Regions from separate parts of the Ovis aries genome. Here region 2 is linked to region 1. Evidence: chromatin contacts called from public Hi-C data. All regions are on one chromosome and are shown on one strand. The core of a region is the stretch at or near the end of the contact, and the rest is flanking DNA. Distances in the headings are between cores, read along the strand shown.

What was found. A called contact is a pair of places that touch in the nucleus more often than the background predicts.
Region 2: a contact with region 1 is called in a Hi-C map of tail adipose tissue, with 5 times the contacts expected there. The contact joins the promoter of TLE6 here to the promoter of CELF5 in region 1. A contact is called at or near these places in 4 of 16 Hi-C or Micro-C datasets (hypothalamus, mixed tissues and tail adipose tissue).

Annotation. Positions count from the first base shown.
Region 1 is chr5:18,409,234-18,413,870 of ARS-UI_Ramb_v3.0, reverse strand. CELF5 (CUGBP Elav-like family member 5) reads left to right here and starts at 2,741. Exons shown (of 12, transcript XM_042250184.2): 1 at 2,741-3,005. The coding sequence starts at 2,747.
Region 2 is chr5:18,578,961-18,583,597 of ARS-UI_Ramb_v3.0, reverse strand. It overlaps TLE6 (TLE family member 6, subcortical maternal complex member), which reads left to right and starts at 2,150. Exons shown (of 15, transcript XM_042250199.2): 1 at 2,150-2,597; 2 at 3,379-3,452.

The DNA.
Region 1 (4,637 bases), core at 1,492-3,991:
AAAAAAACACAAAGGAAATACATTTAAAATAAAGTCAGGGTCAGTAGACTGACCCCTAGTGGCTGTGTGGTGCTTTTTATCTTACAACCTCTGACCCCAGTTCCTCCAACCCTGCCTCAGGGCCTTTGCACCTGCCTTTTCTTTCTTAAAGGCCATCCTCTCTAAGCCTTCCATGAATTTGCCTCCTAAAGCCATCTCTCCACTTCTGTTGCCTCCATTGCATTGAACACAGTCTAAAGTATCTGGTTTAGGGGCTTCCCTGGTGGTCCAGTGGTTAAGACTCTGCAGAGGGCTATCCCTGGTTGGGAAACTAAGAGCCCACATGCCTTGTAGCATGGCTAATAATAATAAAGTATCTGGTTTATTTGTCTGTACTCATCCCAGGCATTGTGCTGTGGGTTGAGTCTAGCACTTAGCACAGAGCCTGGTGTTGGAGAGAGAGCAAAGTGACTTATTAATCAATCAATAAATATGTAATGATATGAAGAACTGACTCATTTGAAAAGACCCTGATGCTGGGAAAGATTGAAGGCAGGAGGAGAAGTGGATGACAGAGGATGAGATGGTTGGATGGCATCCCCAACTCAATGGACGTGAGTCTGAGCAAGCTCCAGGAGTTGGTGATGGACAGGGAAGCCTGGCGTGCTGCAGTCCATGTTGTCACAAAGAGTCAGACACGAGTGAGTGACTGAACTGAACCGAACATAACATATTAGAATTAATTAAATTATCATGAGTATAAATGCTATGGAAGAAAAAGGAAGCCTGAGAAACGAAGTAATGGTGGCTAAATGATCTTAGATCAGGTAGACACAGAAAGTGATGGGAGGTTGAAGGAGCAGACCATGTACCATTTGGGTGAAGGGCATTCCAGGCACAGTTGTGCAAAGGCCCTGAGGCAGCACCACACCTCATGTGTTGGAGGAACAGTGAAGTGGTACGTGTGTCTGGAGCAGACTGAGGAAGGGAGAGAGAAGGTGGAGGGGAGGGCAGGGAGGTGGTGCAGGAAAGACTCAGGCTTTAATTTGGAGACATCTTTGGATATTTTAAAAAACTGAATTGTAGTTGATTTACAATGCTGTGTTAGTTCCAGGTGTACAGCAAGGTGGCTGTGTACATATGTATATGTATATATTCTTTTTCACATTCTCTTCCATTATAAATTGTTACAAAATATTGAATATATATAGTTCCCTGTACTATAGAGTAGGTTCTTGTTATCTATTTTATATATCTACTAATTATATATAAATACATTATATATCTATATAGATATAATATAGATATATAGCTACGAATATAAATAATGTAATACTAATATCTACTAATATAGATAATATAATTTATTGTATCTACTAATCCCAAACTCCTAACTTATACCCTCCTTCCCATTTGGTAACGATAAATTTGTTTCCTATATCTGTGAGTCTATTTGTTTTGTAAATAAGTTCACTTGCCTCATTTTGTTTTTGATTCCACATTTAAGTGATATCATATGATATTTATCTTTCTCTGCCTGACTTACTTCACTTAGTATGATAATCTCTACATCCATCCATGTTGCTGCAAATGTCATTATTTCATTCTTTTTTTATGGCTGAGTAGTATTCTGGGGTGTGTGTGTGTGTGTGTGTGTATACACAGACATGCATACCACATCTTTATCCATTCATCTGTTGATGGACATCTAGCTTGCTTCCATTTCTTGGCTATTGTAAATAGTGCTGCTATGTATCTTTGGAATGCGTGTATCTTTTCAAATTCAAGTTTTCTCCAAATATATGCCCAAGAATGGGATTGCTGGATCATATGATAGATCTATTTTCAGCTTCTTGAGGAACCTCCATACTGTTCTCCATAGTGACTGCTCCAATTTACATTCCCACCAACAGTGTAGGAGGGGTCCCTTCTTTCCACACCCTCTCTAGCATTTATTACTTGTAGGCTCTTTGATGGCCAGTGTGAGGTGACAACCTCCTTGTGGTTTTGATGGAGAGTTTTAGCAGGGGTGGCGTGATGCCCATAGAGACCTTGGCCCAAATACATCATTTCTTTCTAAATATTTTGAACAGTATGTGCCCGTGGCAAGTGTGACCAAAAGTGTTGCTGAGGATAGAACACAAAGATCGCTGTTTCTGTTCCGTAAGTTACAAGCTTAAAAGTGCTGAGCACAGTATTATAAAAATGCTCTTCCTTGTTGCTGTTATTTTTGTTATTATTAAGGTTATTATTCTGTCTGCTTAAACATTCCATGGACAGTCCTGTAAAAGCCAAGTGAGCGCCCTATAGAACTGTGTGCTACTTTTTGTGTTTTTCTGGTGTTATCAATGGGAAGACTTCGAGCCACCTCGAAGCCCGGTCGGTCCTGCCTAAAGATTTGCCGTCACGCACCCAGAAGGCAAGGGTTACGAGCCCGCTGGCCTCAGTTTACCGGCCCGGACTGGGCGGCCAGGCGGGATGCCGGTTGTCTGGGATGCAGGATGTGCGATTCGGGATAGACGATGCGCGCGGGGGCGCCGCCGCGGCGAGGCGCGCTCTGGCCGCCAGGGGCCGCTGCGGAGCCGCCCTTTTGTGGTCCTGATGCTGGCGCGAGCGGGCGCGCGGAGGAGGGAGGAGGGCGCGGGGACCGGGCGGGAGGGAGGCGGGAGGCGGTGTCCGTCGCTCCAGCTGCGAGTCCGCCCGCCGCCCGCCGCCGCCGCCGCCGCCGCCGGCTCGGTCCCGCGCCCGCCGCCCGCCTTCGCCCGCCATGGCCCGCCTGACGGAGAGCGAGGCGCGCCGGCAGCAGCAGCAGCTCCTGCAGCCGCGGCCCTCGCCCGTGGGCAGCAGCGGGCCCGAGCCCCCCGGGGGGCAGCCCGACGGCACGAAGGACCTGGACGCCATCAAGCTGTTCGTGGGCCAGATCCCGCGCAACCTGGACGAGAAGGATCTCAAGCCGCTCTTCGAGCAGTTCGGCCGCATCTATGAGCTCACGGTGCTCAAAGACCCCTACACGGGCATGCACAAAGGTGGGCGCCCGGCTCGCTCCCCTCCCCTCTCCTCTCCTCCCTCGGCCTCCCCACCCCACCTTCCGGCATCTTCTCCCCGCCACCAACCTCTCCTCATCTCCTCCCTCCGCTTGCCACTGCCACGGCATCATTTCTTCCCCCCCCCAACCCCGTTCTACCCACCCCCTCCTCCCCCCTCTGGGGGTGCAGCTGACAGATCCGAGCTGGCCCCCTCCCCTCCTCCGCCTCCACTCCCTCCCTCCCCACCTTCCGGCATTCTCTCTCTCTGTCTCTCTCTCCCTCTCCCTCTCTCTCTCTTCTCTTCCCTTTTCTCTCCTCTCTCATCTCCCCCTACCTCCCATCCTCCCCCACCCCCAGCATCCTTCCCTCTCTCCCTCTCCCTCTTATTCCCTCTAGACCCCCACCCCTTCCTCCCTCCCTCACCCACTCTTTCTTGCCCCTTTGCTGGGAAGCTGCCTGAACACTGCCACCCCTCCCTGTGCCCCCCCCCCCCATTCATTTGGCCTCCCCAGGCCCCGTCGGGGAAGTTTGCACCACTGGATTTCATTGCTTTGGTCATTTTCACAAAGCCAGGCCGGCGGGGCAGGTCCAGCCGGCCGCGGGGGACACGGATGCTCAGGATCTCGGGCTAATCGGTAACTACAAAGAAAGCGGGTGGGGGGTGGGGGTGCAGGCAGCTAAGCCAGTCAGGGGGGAGCGCCGGCCTCTTGGGTGGTTCAAAGGCTACCGTGTGCCCTCCCCGCCATGCCCACCCTCTCTGTTTGGATCAGCATTCCCCCTCCATTTCTCTGTGCCCCCCACTGGCCCCCTCCGCACCCAGACTGCCGCCTCCACCTTTGGCTTGAGTTAAAACTGGCCAAGCCTGTTAGCAGTGTGTTGAGGGCTGAGGCCAAACACGATGAGCTTGGGCTGTCCATCTGGCAGAGCCCAGATCCTGGGGTGGACGGGGAGGTGTGGGCGACCTGTGAGCCCAGCAGAGGAGGCAGGTCGGGTGGGAAGGCCTGCCTGCCTCCCTGCCACCTGATTCTCTGTTGGCATGCTGAGAGGGGGTGCTGGGGACTGTGGCCCCAGCCCTGGGCTCAGATCATGGCACAGTGTCTGAATTGGGGTGGCCCTGGCAGTTCTCCTGACAGGGGATGGGGACTGGGGGGTGGGGACGGTGAAGACTGTGCTGACACCCTCTGTGGGACCCTGGAGGGGCCTTGGGGTTGGATCAGGGCCCATGACCTATTTCAGACTGCATTCATCCCCGTCTTCCTCTCTGTGTGGCAAGCATGGTAAGCATGAATACGTGTTTGTTGAATGAATGAATGAATGAATAATGAACGAATGGATGAGTCAATGAATGATAGGCTGGGACAGGCCATTGGGAGGATCTGGTGGGTTGAAGTCCAGGCCTGCCACTTCAGCTAGCCCCTCCAGCTGGTACCCAAGGGGAGGAAAGCAGCTCCTCCCATCCCCCATCTCTTTCAAATCCAACCATCACCAAAAAAAAAAAAACGGCCTGGAAAATCTAACCGCTCCCTGTGGCCTAGGAGGGCAAAGGGCTTGTGCTCACCCATGAGTCAGGCTGAGGGGTCCACGGCTGTGTGAGGGGTCTTTCCACAACCCGTACCCCCGGTATGTCCGAAG
Region 2 (4,637 bases), core at 901-3,400, 170 kb before region 1:
CAAAGAGTCGGACACAACTGAGCGACTGAACTGAACACAACACTGTAAATCAGTATGTGCCTAGTCATTTAGTCACGACCAACTCTTTGCAACCCCATGGACTGTAGCCCACGAGGCTCCTCTGTCCGTAGGTTTTGCCAAGTAAGAATACTGGAGTGCATTGCCATTTCCTTCTCCAGAGGATCTTCCCCACCCAGGACTGAACTGGTTCTGAATTGGCAGGCAGGTTCCTAAGCACTAGTGCCACCTGGCAAGCCCCAATACTGGAGATTTTCTATACTCCAATACAAAATCAAAATTAAAGAGAATCTCAGACCTGCACTAAAAAGTGGAACTTTCTAAGACGATGGGAATGTTATAGATCTGCAGAGAGGCCAGTCGTCCCCAGCCAGGTGCGGCTACTGAGCGGTTGACATTGATTCAGCCTGTGACCCCAGAGGAACCGAGTTTGAAATTTTATCTTGTTTTAATTCATTTTCATTTAAATAACCGCAGGTAACCAGTGGATATCGTGGGAGACAAGACAGCCCCGGATAATAAACTGGTGTGTCCGGCTGACCCTCTACAACCACGGAGAGGAGTGGAGCACGCAGAGGGAGGCAATTAGCAGGCTGGACCATAAATAAAATACACTTCAATTATGGGCCAGTGGAGGGATGGTGGGCAAAAACCTGTATTTGAGGCTTATACATGGCAGCTCTCACTTTGTCCTCCACAAACAAGCCACAGAACCCAATTTGTGTGTTTACATCTTAACCGCTGGGGGCTACACGTCCTAGGATCAGAACCCTCAGTCACCCGTTTCCCTCCCACGTCTACCCGCTCTCCACGACAAAACTCGGACTTTGGTGGGGAAGGAGATTTCTCTGGTTTGTGTGAATCCCAAGCCTGCCTACCCCCGCGCCCCTTCACCACCACTCCCCAGGACGCCCCCTTCCCCACCCCAGTGCCTGTGGCCAGGTGCAAACACATGGGAGAATCAGCATTGTGTGAGTTTTGAACACAGCAGGGTTTAGGGCTACGGAGATTACAAGATTAGCTTCAATATAAACCAGATTTGGAGAAAAATAAGAACTGTGTCCGGGGGATGGATGCCTTCCTGAACTGGTGACCTCTGAGCTAGAGTTGAAGGTGAAGTATCCAGCGGGGGGAACAGCCCAGGAGGGAACAGCCAGGGCGAAGGTTCTGGGGAGGGTACAAACTTTACCTCTCACTCCCACACTCTGCACTGGCCACTTCCCATCTCAAGCAGGCCATTTCACACCAAAAACAGGACTCCTGAACCTCTCCACACACATCCCACCCTTATCTCTGAGGTCACCCTCAAACCTAGAGTAGAATTAAGCTTCCCTCCTTGGCCTTGAACCTGGAAAAGTGTACCAGTTCCAAGGCCTTCGCAGTTCCTGCCTTTGGTTCTCAGATTTCTCAGAGCCTCAGTCCCCGGGCTTGGAGGGCTGCTGGGAAATTTCGTTGATAAAATGCACAGCCCCAGGCTTGCCTCCTAGGAGGCTGGATAAAAGGGAGCCTTTGAATTTTCCCCAAGAAAGGGGACCGAAGCTTCGTTTGCATTACACGTTATTTAATACTGAGGAGAAGGTGTTTAGCCCGTATCTAAGGATCGAGTGAGAGTGCTTCCCTTCCCCGCCTCGCCCTCAGCCAGGAGCCGCTCCAGGGCAGGACGAAAAATTGACGTGGCTTCTCACAAAACAAGAATACACACCTCCCAGTCTCTCCTCAAGCTGCACCTTGTGACCCCAAGCCCCTTGCCTTAACTAAATATTCTCATCCCTGCCGGGACCCCAAATTGCTTACAACTCTGCACGCTGCCCTTCCCCACCTCGGGACCGCAAGGGTTAAGCGCAGGCGCCGGGCCCGCTGATTGACAGTCCTTCCGGCGGCTGAGGAGAGCCGACCAATCAGAGGCGGGAGTTGAGGCCCACGTGGGTAAGCGCCCTTACGATTGGTCAGCGCCGCCGGCGGCCGCCTGCGGAGCCCGATCCCACGTGCAGCTGCTGCTAGTTCATTGACCGGCTTCGTGGTGCAGGTGGCGGCGGGGCGGGGCCGGGGCGGGCAGGGGCGGGGGCGGGGCGGGGCGGGGCGGGGCGGGGCCGGGCCCGATGGGTCAATTGGCCTCCGGGGAGGGGGGGGTGCTTCCTGTCCGCCTGAACTTGGCTGACCCTGGCGGCTTCCTTCTGGGCCACCATCCTAAGAGAGGTGGATAGGCCTTTAGATCTCTTGGCAGACCCCAAAGTCCCTGGGCTGGGGAGGAGGCGGGAAGGGTGCTGAGGGGCAGAAGTAAAGGAGTTTAGTGCCGCAGAACTGATTAGGTCTCTTTCTTCTGAGAAATTTCTAATTCACCTAGCCAACTCTTATTCATCCTTCAAAACCCCTTTCCAAATGATGTTCTCCGGTGCTTTAGGAAATTGTCTCAAAACTAAATTTGAGCTTTGATATCTTTCTCTGGGGTTCCTCCAGCCCTGGCTGCTCCTAGAAGGAAGTGTATATGTTTGGCACCATACCCTGCGCCCCACCTCGTAGAGTGAAGTCCTAGGGGGCTCCCCACCAGGAATCAGCACATCTGGAAGCCCCAGAGAGAGGTGAATGAATGAACATCGGATGTAGAGAATGCAGTCGGGTGCTGGCAGTTAGGAGATTGGAGGCCCAGGACTCAGTCCTAGAGGGAAGATCAAGGTGGGCCAAGGGTGGGGTGGGGCTGGTTGTGTCTCTGTTCCTGATCAGCCTTCTGCGCTCAGGATCTGTCATCTCCTTGTTAATTTTAGAGTCCCTGGCTAAAGTCCTTGTTACTGCAGCCTGAAGAGTGACCTCTTGGGGTCATCTCAGCCCCCACGGGCACCCTCAAAACATGGTGAGGCATTACCCCTAGGGGAGGGGCGAGGAGGCAGCAGCTGGGCTCAAATCTCTCTCTCCTGCTCCTAAGGGAGAGACATGGGCTGGCTGGCCAGGCCTTTAAGCTGGGGATACTAAGCCATCATACTTTAAGGCACTTTCGTTTTAAAATTAAACATTTTATCACCCAGGTGATAAACACCTGGCTACATCATCTATTCAGTTAATATTTTACAAGTCCCTTCCCCTTTCCTGCCCCTGACCCCATTACTTCCCAGAGAAAACCACTTCTAACAGTTTAGGCCAGGGGCCGGCAAGCTTCCATAACAGGCCGGAAAGTAAATATTTTCAACTTTATGCCAAGAATCAAGATGGAAGATACTGTGTGGGTACTTAAGTAATAACAGAGAGAGAGCAAATGACCTTCAGGTCTCAGGAGGTCCCACCCTGCCCTCTCTGAGGCTGATGACCTGACAGCAAGTATGCTGGCAGTCTGTGGGTTTCATTCATCCCCCACTTTGACTTCTCCAGGCACATCCTGAGGCCAACCTTCCAGCCCGGAACTATCAGGACATCCTGGATCAGCTCAAGCAGCATTTCCCCAGGTGAGGACAATCCCCGGGGGCTAGAGGCACCACTGTGGCCTGAAGTCTCATAGGGGGAAAGAACCCAAACTTTGTCTCCATGGCCCAAAATGCAGGACCAGTGTGGGCAGCGACCATGTTGGAGGGTGAAGCAGAAGGAAAGGAAAGCCAGTAATACCAATCCTGGCTTTCATTTCAGTTTTTGACTGTGTATGGTTCAGTGTGAATTTGCTCACATTCAATTATATTTTATAAAATACTGCATTATTCGTTCGTCTTGACACTGCCTTCAGTGTGGCACGTGGAAGGGACTAGCTCCCTTAATGGAACTGCCCTGCTGGGGGACTGAGGGCAGGGTTCATTCTGGGGAAGGGTCTTGAGGCCTCAACTTCCAGCAGGTCTGTCTTCCCCACCAGGTTCCCCACTCACTTGACGACGCAGGTGGACCTCGCTTACGGCTTGGTGAGCCCCGCCCCCACCTGTCAGCCCGTCTGGAGCCACCTGGAAAGGCTGTTGTGTTTAGTCTCATAATCCGGGTTAGGGGACACCGCCTCTACTTTGCTTGCTTTAGGCAATGCAAAGAACCCACTGAGCCCCATCTTCGTGTGTTTTTCTTCTTTTAAATGGAATTCAGTCATAGACACTTTTATTTTTTATTTTTGGCTATGCTGGGTCTTTGTTGCTGCTCTCAGGCTTTCTTTAGTTGTGGCCAGTGGGGGCTACTCTTTGCAGAGCACAGGACTCGGTAGTTGTGGCTTTCAGGCTCAGAGCTGTGGCACCTGGGCTCAGATGCTCTGAGGCATGTGGGATCTTCCCTGGCCAGGAACTGAACCCATGTCTCCTGCACTGAACCACCACTGAACCACAAGGGAAGCCCATGTGAGTTTTTCTTAATTAATAAAAACCTTGCTGTGAAAACAAGCAATTCCATATTTAAATTAAGGAGATGTTTCTTCAGGCCACAGTTGGTCAGTTCAGCAGTTTATGTTCCAGTGTGTGCTGTCTTCTGGAACTTTCCATGATGTTAGGAATGTTCTCTATCAACAGGGTCTAGTATGGCACCCACCTGCCCCACGTGGCTACTGTGCTCCTATAAGGAACTGAATTTTTATTGATTTAAAGTTAAAGAGTCTTATTTGACTGGTGGTATCCTCATTGGACAAAGCAGCTCTAGGGGGAGGAGGGAGACAATATGTAACTAGAGAA